Linked DNA regions of Sus scrofa: region 2 is linked to region 1. The links are chromatin contacts, called in public Hi-C maps. All regions are on one chromosome and are shown on one strand. Each heading gives the region's core, a stretch centred on a gene start, on an enhancer-like site or on the middle of the called end of the contact. The rest is flanking DNA. Distances are from core to core; before and after follow the strand shown. Region 1 has its middle 240 kb from the start of TRIB2. Region 2 has its middle 320 kb from the start of TRIB2.

What was found. A called contact is a pair of places that touch in the nucleus more often than the background predicts.
Region 2: a contact with region 1 is called in a Hi-C map of embryonic fibroblasts, with 2.7 times the contacts expected there. The contact joins two enhancer-like sites. A contact is called at or near these places in 2 of 47 Hi-C or Micro-C datasets (embryonic fibroblasts and heart right ventricle) and 1 of 2 datasets of contacts at active chromatin or transcription factors (skeletal muscle).

The regions. Positions count from the first base shown.
Region 1 is chr3:123,953,068-123,958,002 of Sscrofa11.1, reverse strand. No RefSeq gene overlaps it. Among named protein-coding and RNA genes, the nearest start is that of TRIB2, 240 kb to the left of the region's middle. Within about 2 kb of position 2,547, at least 13 of the 83 cell types and tissues checked have an H3K27ac peak or open chromatin away from gene starts, as enhancers often do. A contact at or near this core is called in embryonic fibroblasts, where this site is marked.
Region 2 is chr3:124,516,124-124,521,314 of Sscrofa11.1, reverse strand. No RefSeq gene overlaps it. Among named protein-coding and RNA genes, the nearest start is that of TRIB2, 320 kb to the right of the region's middle. Within about 2 kb of position 1,419, at least 7 of the 83 cell types and tissues checked have an H3K27ac peak or open chromatin away from gene starts, as enhancers often do. A contact at or near this core is called in embryonic fibroblasts, where this site is marked.

The DNA.
Region 1 (4,935 bases), core at 1,298-3,797:
TAAGGATTCTCTAGTTTCTATCGGGACTGGGGAATGAGCCCCTTAGGGCTCCGAGCTGATCAGGATAACAGTGACCGTAAGTGACAAGAGCTTTTTTTTTTTTTTTTCTTCTTTGTAAATATATAATAAATTCTCAAAATCTGAAAAACGGAAAGAGTCTGCAAGTACTAATATTGCTTTTGCTGTCACGTTTTTCCTGGCTTTGCAGAGGTTAAAGGGATTAGTACACAGCAGCTTCTAAGCTTGGAAAAAGGAGCTAATCAAATTGGCCCACATCCCAGGGAAACTGTGAGGTCTTACTGATCATGGGTGTCAGTGGAAAGAAGCATTTTGAAGTGGGCGTGGGTGGAGTGGGTGGGGGGATGGGGAAGGGGTATTATCCAGCTCCTCTGTGACCAGGACCTGTCTTTGGGAGCTGCTTTTTTAGGGCCCAACCTCGGCATATGGAAGTTCTCAGGCTTGGGGTTGAATCAGAGCTACAGCTGCCAGTCTACGCCACAGCCACAGCAACACGGGATCCGAGCAACATCTGCGACCTGCACCACAGCTCATGGCAACACTGGATCCTTAACCCACTGAACGAGGCCAGGGTTTGAACCCGTATCCTCATGGATCCTAGTCGGGTTCGTTAACCACTGAGCCACAAAGGGAACTCCCTGGGAAGCTTCTTTTATCACAGGGTTTCTGCCTAACACAAAAAAGTTGTTCCCCTGTCTCCTCTGAATCATATAGAAAATAGGACGTATTCCCTCACATTGCTATCTTTCTTACCTTTTAAATTATTATTTATTTACTTTTTATTTGAGTATATTCAATTGACACTGTTGTACCGAGTTCTGACATACAGCAAAATGATTCAGTCATGTATGTGTATACATACATATGATGGGCTCTGAGCTGATCTATATATGTGCATAAAAAGTACTCATTTCCATCATGGTCTATCCCAGGAGATTGGGTATAGTTCCCTATGCTATATAATCAGGGCCTCACTATCTCTCCATTCTCAGTGTATGAGTCTGCATCTATTAACCCCAAGCTCCCAGTCCATCCTGCTCCCTCCCCCTTAACCCCAAGCTCCCAGTCCATCCCGTTCCCTCCCCCTTGGCAACCACACATTTGTTCTCTATTGCATCTTCCTCCTAAGCTTCCCAGCCATCCAGACAAGATTAAAGAAACCCAGGAAGAGCAGTCACTCCCTGAACATAAGCCATAGAGCAGCATAAAGAGTGGAAAGAGGGCTGCGCCGATAGGAATCCAAGGCCTGTACTGGAGTCCAGGCCAAGCGCTGGACTGGACGGTTTGGCCGGTGCGCTTCAGCTGTTCTACCTCTAAGATGTTCACAGGGCATTCCTCAAGAGCAAAAACAGTAGTGCCCTCCCTCTGTGTCCCCAGGCACAGTGCAAGCACTCAGTAAATAATTGTGTTTTACAGCTGACTCTCCTGATCATGGATTTGGTGATGTTTGAATGAGATAAGATTATTCATAATGCTTTTAATAAAATCATCATATGTGTATTCTATGAGTTAGTACCCCATTAAACTCGGTCCTTAAAAACACAGATTCCATGGGGGATACCCGTGGGATCAGTTGTATGTTCCAACCTAGCTCTCCTCTTTCCATAGGGTTCCTTAAACCAAACCAACAAGCTCTGGCTGCATGGTAGGTCTCAGGGCTGGGCGTCACATCCTCCAAGATTTAGAGCGCCTAGCTGGAGAGTAAACCAGTACCCTGTAGGCTAGATAGTCCTTCTCTATCTGACAAGGTTTTCTGTCCTCTTTGGTGGGCTCTGCAGCTCTGAGACAGCCACTCAGTGATGAAGGAGGAAGTCTGATATGTTCCTCCTGCCCTCAGCATCCACATGGCATGTAGGTTCCCAACTGCATTGCCCTCACAATCTACAAAACGAAAATAAAACATAAGCTTGACTCTCAGTAATTGGTGAGACAGCTATGCACTCAAGAATAAAACTATAAATTTAATAGTAAGAAAACATCTATAATGACTGAGATAGAATAGATGTGCCATGTGTTTAGAAGCAGGGGGTGTTCAAGGCCCGGAGTTGGCAGAAAATGCTTCCTGGATGCAGAGATACTTAACGTGGATCTTGAAAGAGGCTTTGTATGAGGAATGAGACTTGAAAGTAACTCTGGACCTCGGGCCTTGGGCAAGAAAAATAGCATACATTCATGTGTAATGCAGGCAGGATGAGTGTGGGGGCCAGGGGTGATTATGCAAAGAGAGAGCTGAAGATGAGAAAAGGCAGGTCAAGTAGGATCAGAATGTGGTGCTGCTTTTTTGTTGGTGACAGGAAGTCCATGATTGATGGCTTTTAAGCAGAGGAATGACATGGTCAGACTAGCGTTTTAGAAAAAAAATATTATTCTGGTAACAGTGTTTGGAAAAGGGATTGCACAAGCAGAGTAGAAATGGGAAATGAACCCTGTTGGGGTGTGTTACCCACCTAAGCTCTGGACTATGCCTTCCTGGACCAAAACATCCTCGGGGGTCAACATGGTCAGGTCAAGGAACATGGGCAAAACATCCTGCTCCCATTACACAACAGCTGCTTGGGGATCCACGGGATGAGTCACTCGTTACTGGAAGGAGTCTCAGTGGTGATGTTTAGGAAAAGCCTTTGCACACAATCTGTTTAAAGAGTGCAAAGGGCAAAAGACTTGGAATAATAATGACTGTCTGTGAAGCTGTCCCAAAAAAGTGATTAGTGGGTCTGGGTAGAAGTGCTGCTAAGTCCTGAATGAGCTGCTTGGATCAAATGATCCTTTGCCAGACCAAACTGATGGACAGGTGCATTCAGTGGGGCCTGGAGTACGTGCGTTTCTCTGCAACCCTTTGGCAGGTACAGAAACACAGCTTGTGCTCTTCCCTTTCTGTTTCCCATGCATGACTTTGGCTCCAGGTATCTTGTGAATGAAGAAAGTGGGTCAAGCAAAGGGTATATTGCTGCAATCTGTTAAAGAAAACCAAATCCTAATGCCAAGATCAGAGGAAAATTCTCCTGGGGAGTGAGCCAATGTCACTGTCTTTGCTTGGAGAAATGTGGCCAATAATTATATTTGAACTGTGAAATAGAACGTTTTTCCCTCCTCCAGCTGGCAGAGGGATCTGGACCACATCTGTTAAATATTTATCAGTAGCAGATACCAGTTTATCTTAGTTTTACATTCATGCACTGATCATCAGGGTTTTTATCTCATTAAGCTAGAAAACTGCGGGTGGGACCTGATTTCTCTTACAGAGACTGGTGTAAGTTGTAAACCAGAGTCAAAGACAGAGTGACCCCGGAGCAGATAAAACTGTGCACACAGATGCTTTGCCCCCAGCTGCCATATAAACATGTGTTTTTTTCTCTAGCAACTGGGGTCTGAATTGAACGTTTGTAATCTTAGCTAACTCCCAACATTTTGCAAAGGTGACTTAAACGTAAAACTTTTCCTAGGATGTGTTACGCTTCATGATATAGGTGCATGGTATTTATAACTCTTCAGCGTCATTGCTTTGGATGAGAGAAATTTGGTGGTGAGCCAAGCTCAGTGAGTTCAGCCTCATGCCCAAATTTTCTGATTTTTTTCCCCTTCAAACATTAAATATAACTGGTATGGCTTTAAACTTGATTATCTGAAACTACCATATTTAGCTAACTGGTTACTCTTCCAAAACTCCACCTACTTGATTTCTGGCAAGAGTGTAACATGCAAAAGGAACAACAGTATTTTTCCAATCTGTCCATTTAAATGATTCAGCTCATTAACTTTTCTTTCTGCCAACATTTTTCCCAACTGGAAGAATTATCTAACATGGATATGCTGAGACATGATGGCAAAGGGGAGAGCATTGTATCATGAAGTAAAAGAGCAAAATTCATGTTGCAGCTCTGCTAAAGGCAGCCATTTATCCCATCTGAGCCTTAAGTCCCCCTTCTGTAAAACTGGGACAATTACATCTGCCCTGGAGACTCTCAAGCTGCGAGGAAGACAAAATAATAACGACAGCAATGGTGGCGATCCTGATAACACAATAACATCTGATGGACACTTATTCTATTACAGGACTGTGCTACAGACCCTGCAAACATTCATCACGCTGTGCTCTGCAGAAACGTACGAGGAAGGCAGCAAAAGAGCCTGAACACGTTTCCGTACATGGAAAAGAGCTGCCAGGTCCAGAAGCTGGACGCATTCAACAGCTGCAACGTGCGAATGTTTTGCGAACTCTCCAAACAGACTGTTATAAGAATACAGTAATACACATAGGAATCCTTCCATAGCTCTTCATTTTACGTTATGTATCTGTTCATACCAGTGCGAAACACCAACTATGGATCAAGTGCCTGTGTAATCCAGGTTCTCGAGAGAATGAAGGCAACTAGGGTTCAGGGATGCAGCAGTCAAGTCTGGTTTCCTTCTAAGCAAGGACAACATTGTGCGCAAGGAACTTTAGGCACATCGCATTGATTTTGTTTGTGAATGAACACAAGGGCACGCGGAAGAGGTTAAAGTGTGGGACTGCTAGTCTCTGTGTGCCCTGGAAAACTCGACTACATCTGTGCAATGGGCAGTGACGGTTCTCACTTTGCTGGATTGTTAGGAAGATCAGCACTTGTGTACAGCAAGGGGGACTGGCTCCATCACACAGATGTGGCAACAGACTCAGAGACATGGCTTAGCTCCCAGACTCAGCGGTAGGACCAGGATTCTCTCGCAGAGCTCCCCAAATCGGGTTCATTTCTCCCACTTGCGGCATGCTGTGCCGGGAGGAGTCTGATCCCCTCACCCCCCAGGAAGCCGGTCCCCTCTCTGCCTCTCTACAGCCTTCACCTGCAATCCCAGTTCCCCACGAGAAGAGCGAGCCCCGCCATCAGAAGGAGCACGGCCAGATAACGTTGCCGACCACATTCTCAGTGTGACGCCGAC
Region 2 (5,191 bases), core at 170-2,669, 560 kb before region 1:
TTTTGCATTAAGCAAATTCAATCTATTTAATGAAGATTTGGTAAGAACATCCTTGGGTCTGGGTTGTGTTATGGACACAGTAACAGATAATACCTTGGCCCTTGAGGGTCTCATGGTCTGGAAGGAGGGAGTTAAGTCAACATGATGTCCAGAGATCAGTCCCATCCCATGGGTAGTCTGGGTGGAGAGTGGAGGTTGTGTCAAGACTTTGGGGAAACCATAGGTGGCAGACCTAAGGGGGAAGTGATCATAGCTGGGGCTTAAAGGATATGGATGCACTAACCTGGCAGGCAGGGAGAAGCATGGGTCCAGGTAAAAAGAATACTCTTAGCAAGGCACAAAACCATGACAAAGTCCTGAGTGCTGATGGAGCAGATGTAGGGTATACAGAGAAGATGGTGGGCAGGGTAGCAAAGTCAAGGATCCCTGATTTGGGTGGTGGTGGAGGGCAGGCATGCCACACTCAGAGATTTGGATAATACCCCCTTGTCATGCAAAACCACAGGGTGTTTCATCAGCAGGGAAGGGACCCAACCCAAATGTAGATAGGAGCATGATGGCTATGGAAACTGGGTGTCAGATTATTTGATGGACAAGCCTTGTCATGAGAAGACAGGAACTCATCTGGGAGATGATTCCAGTTACCCAGGCAGAAATGATGAGCTCCCACTGAGGAGTGCAGGGGGTAAGCGGGATAGGCTGGGTCTGAGGAAGGAACACAGGCAGGATCGACAATGTCAGAGGCTGGGTAAGGAAGGAGCCCGTGAATTTGTGTTAACACAGAAAAACTGAAGTTCTGAGGGCGCCTGGGCTTCTCTAACAATGTCATTGCTCCTTTGCCGTGGCCATTACTGCTGTCCTTGGATACCTGCGTCAGGGCCTCTTCCCTGAAAGTCTGAATCCCTCCCTCTGCCTTTGCAAGCAGATCCCCTGGTACTAAGCAAATCAGAGCCTGCATGGTACTTTTCCTCTGACTTCAGTTTTGGAGTTCTTCCACCATGGACTTTCACATCCTGCACAGAACACTCTGGCCCTCAGACTCAGCCTTACACCATTTGGTGAGACCTTTGGTGAAAATTCAAGGTCTGGGCTGATGACACAATATTTTTTTTCTGGTCTGTTCATCCTTGGCACCGTTCGGGACTAGCATATTGGAACAGGCGTTTCCACCCTCCTCAACCACGTGGGTGCTCTGTGACACTGAAGCAAATCAGATCACCCATCCCCTGGATCTCATCCTGAGAGTCTCCATACGTGGGCGAAAATAGACTCGCGTGCATCCCTGAGAATACATGCAAATCACAAAGCTCACATACATGCAAATTGCTTTTTAAAAACGAAGACCGTGAAACCCAAAGCTATAAAAGTACATGAATCATCAACCCAGACATCTTCCCTCCAGGCATGCATGACACCCTGCTCCTTCCCGGATGCTCTTCTTTCACAAATTATGGAGGCTGCTGACATCCTTCTGGGGAAAGGATTATCTGATTCCACAGGCAGTTAAGAATAACATGTAAATGTCATTTAGCTGAGCGATTTCTACATGGATCAAAAGAAACACTTGAGTTACTAACGATGATCGCCAAACCCTTTATTTCAATAAAATCACAGCAAACCCACAAAACTCTCCCAACTGAATTAGCACCAGTGTGGTGTGGGAGTCATTCAGACATTCCTTCCAGGTTAGTAGACTATTTGCAATTCAGCTTTAAAAAAAAAAAAAAAAAAAAAAAACTGATGTGCATGTTATATAACCAGCACCAGCCACAGGGGAAGCTAGAATCCAAGGCTTCTCAAAATTTTCCACTGAGTACTCAAAGCCAACGGGAGAGTGCAAATGAATATTCCCTTGCTTTATGGTGACAGTTTTATGGCTAAGACGGCCCTTCCTAGTAAATACCAGACTGAGAGGTGTATCACATAGGGGTTAAGTTCATGGGCTCTGCAGGTTGGCGCTCTTGTGTTTGGATTCTGCTACCTTTAGGGGCTGTGTGGCTTGGGCAGTTTCCTTTGCCTCTCAGTTTAAATTCTTGTCTGCTTCAGTGATTTTTGTGTCTTCTTCATGGAGATGCTCTGAGAAATGAATTAATGTACGTTAAGCACTTAGCACAGTCTGGGGCATAAAGGCTTAATAAATATACGCTATCATTTACAAACCAAATTGTAAATTCCATAATTTCATTTTAATTCAAGCAATTTTATATTTTACTCTAGACCTGTCTTTATTGTTTTAAGAAAAGAATGTTTCCCCTCAAATTTCAGTGGAATTGGCCCTTCCAGCAGAGGTACCATGTTTGGGCTTGGCTTTGCATAAACCTTGGTATACTGCTCCAGATGCAAGAGGTTTGAGAAACAGTCATCCTGAAGAGATCACAGTGATGCCTTATTAAAACCTTGAGGGTTTATTGTTATTTGTTTTCTGGATAACTGAGTGAAAAACCCATCCTTATAGATAAAGTTCCCATGGAATGAATTACCTGATACCTAAGGTCTTTAAAAAAATTTTTTTTTTTTTAGGGCTGCACCTGCTAAATATGAAAGTTCCTGAGCCAGGGGTCAAATCAGATCTGCAGCTGCCAGCCTATGCCACAGCCACAGAAACTTGGGATCAGAGCCATATCTGCAAATTACGCTGCAACTTGTGGCAACACTGAATCATTCAACCCACTGAACAAGGCCAGGGATTGAACCTATGTCTCAGAGACACTGTGTCAGATTCTTTTTTTTTTTTTTTTTGTCTTTTTGTCTTTTTTGTTGTTGTTGTTGTTGTTGTTGTTGTTGCTATCTCTTGGGCCGCTTCCGCGGCATATGGAGGTTCCCAGGCTACGGGTTGAATCGGAGCTGTAGCCACTGGCCTACGCCAGAGCCACAGCAACGCGGGATCCGAGCCGCGTCTGCAACCTACACCACAGCTCACGGCAACGCCGGATCGTTAACCCACTGAGCAAGGGCAGGGACCGAACCCGCGACCTCATGGTTCCTAGTCGGATTCGTTAACCACTGCGCCACGACGGGAACTCCCAGATTCTTAACCCGCTGAGCCACAGTGGGAACTCTGGAACGAATTACTTAATGTCTCGATTTAATGGGTAAGATCTAGGAGAAGAGTCATGTTGACATCTGCTCAGGGCTTGGTTGTTTCTAAAGAACTCCACTTGCATCTCTTCCTTCACCAACAGCCTCCTGCAGGACTCCTAGTCCACACTATGGAAAACAAGGGACATTGCGTGGATCTGGAGATGAAGAAGGTGACAGAGATTGTGATGAGTGTAGCTTGTGCTGTTGAAGGATGTCTGGGCTCAGAGTCAGGATATCTGACTTCGAGAGGCCTGGTGCTCTCTCGCTACTCACTCTGTAGTTTTAAATAAGCCTATTCTCTTCTTTGAATAGGTGTGTACATAGAAGGCATGGGGGCCAATCTGGATAACCTCTCATGTCTCTTCAACCTCCAAAATTTCCACTACCTGCACACGTCCCAGAACTTCTCTGATTAATACAAGTTAACTCCTTTTCTTTCAGAAAATATAAAATGTAAATACATTTTCAGAGTAGTGGTTTATCTCCAAATTAGACATTATTTTTTCCCCAATATATAGACTTGTTTGAACTCTTCTGAGAATTCTTTCCTGGGGGGGAAAAAAAAAGACTATATCACAGACCCATACAGTATTTCATCTAAATCTCAGTATCATTTATCTCATCTTAAAAGTGCCAAACTGAAGGATGGAGGAGTTTTATAATATTCAATGTGGCACACATACACAGTGGTTAATTTCTGATTCAAACTCAGGTGCATTTGAATCCAGAACTTGTACCCCTGGCTAATTCTTTATAAATCTGATTGAAAGAGGCATGACTGCCTTGCATGTGGGCTTTCTGGGCCTGGGATGGGTCTACTTATTTCTGCTAGGTTTTACTTTTAAGAAGCCACTTGATGTTATACAATCAGTAAACATGCCTGGTCTCTGTAAATCCATCTGGATCTGGACCTGAACTTTCCCCCCAATCACTGGCCATGCTCTCTGGCTACTTAGAAGAAAAGTTCACAGCCTGACTGTGTGTTTTCACACCAGTGACCCTATCACATGAGCATGGTTTCTTAAGTGAAAGGCACGTGGTAGGTTCATGGTAGCAAATGCTTCTTATTGAAATACATGAAATCAGAAGCCTCTGAGACATTTCAATGTTCCTATTGCAATTCTAAACACAAATTTAATTAGTTTGTATTCAAGGAACAATGTCATTTTTTATGAAGAAGTCTAAAAATAAACAGTAAAATGATCTTTTTTTTCTGAATCAGGAGGAAACCAAACAAAACATTGACCACAATCACATTGCTTCAGGGCCAGCGTCATTTCAACATCTATTTGGTATTTTTTTTGGTTCTGGTGACTCTGTGGCTGCAAACTGACAGCGGTGAATATGGACAGCAGGAAGGATGAAGGGTTTAGAATACAGCTGAGTTTAGAGCCTTTATTCTGGAAACATCAGGGCCAAGACCTTAAATCAAACCTGAGTCCTTTCCATGGCAGATTTGGAGGAATTAAAAAAAAAAAAAGGTACAGATTTTGACTCAAGGAAAGGGGGTTTATAGAAAACCCAACATTTTTTCTTGAAATCAAATTTCTCTTACAAGATGGCATCTGAATATATTACAGATAAATAGCCTGGAAACATATGGATTGAATTTCCCATGAAAGGCACATGAATTTTGATATGAAGGGGGCACATATTTCAGAGAGATAATTTGGTCTCTGCCGAAACCAGAATATTTAAGAAATTCTTCCAGAGACTTTGCCAAAACCTGAAGCTACTAGACTCTTTCATCCCAAACGGCTTCCATGTTAGCCAGTATCCCCAGCAGCCTGGCCAAATGAAACAGAGAATTCAGCATCTTCTAAGGGGAAGTGTGCCAAGCTCAACCCTGGAGATATGTTCCAGGGCTTCCAGCTGGCCCTCAGAGCCAAGAGTACAATGCGAAAATGCTGGAATTTCTTTGTGTATCTGCTTTGGGTTACTTTGAGAGACAGTGATGTCAAAGCTGCCAGGCTCTGAACAGGACTCATGCTGTAAACTATTTGCAAAAGCCCCACTTCCTTCTGTTGGGGCCAGATTCTTCCCACCCCAGACAGTCTGCACAAGGACAAAAAACAAGAACTATTGTCAAATTAATAGCTCTTCCCCAAAA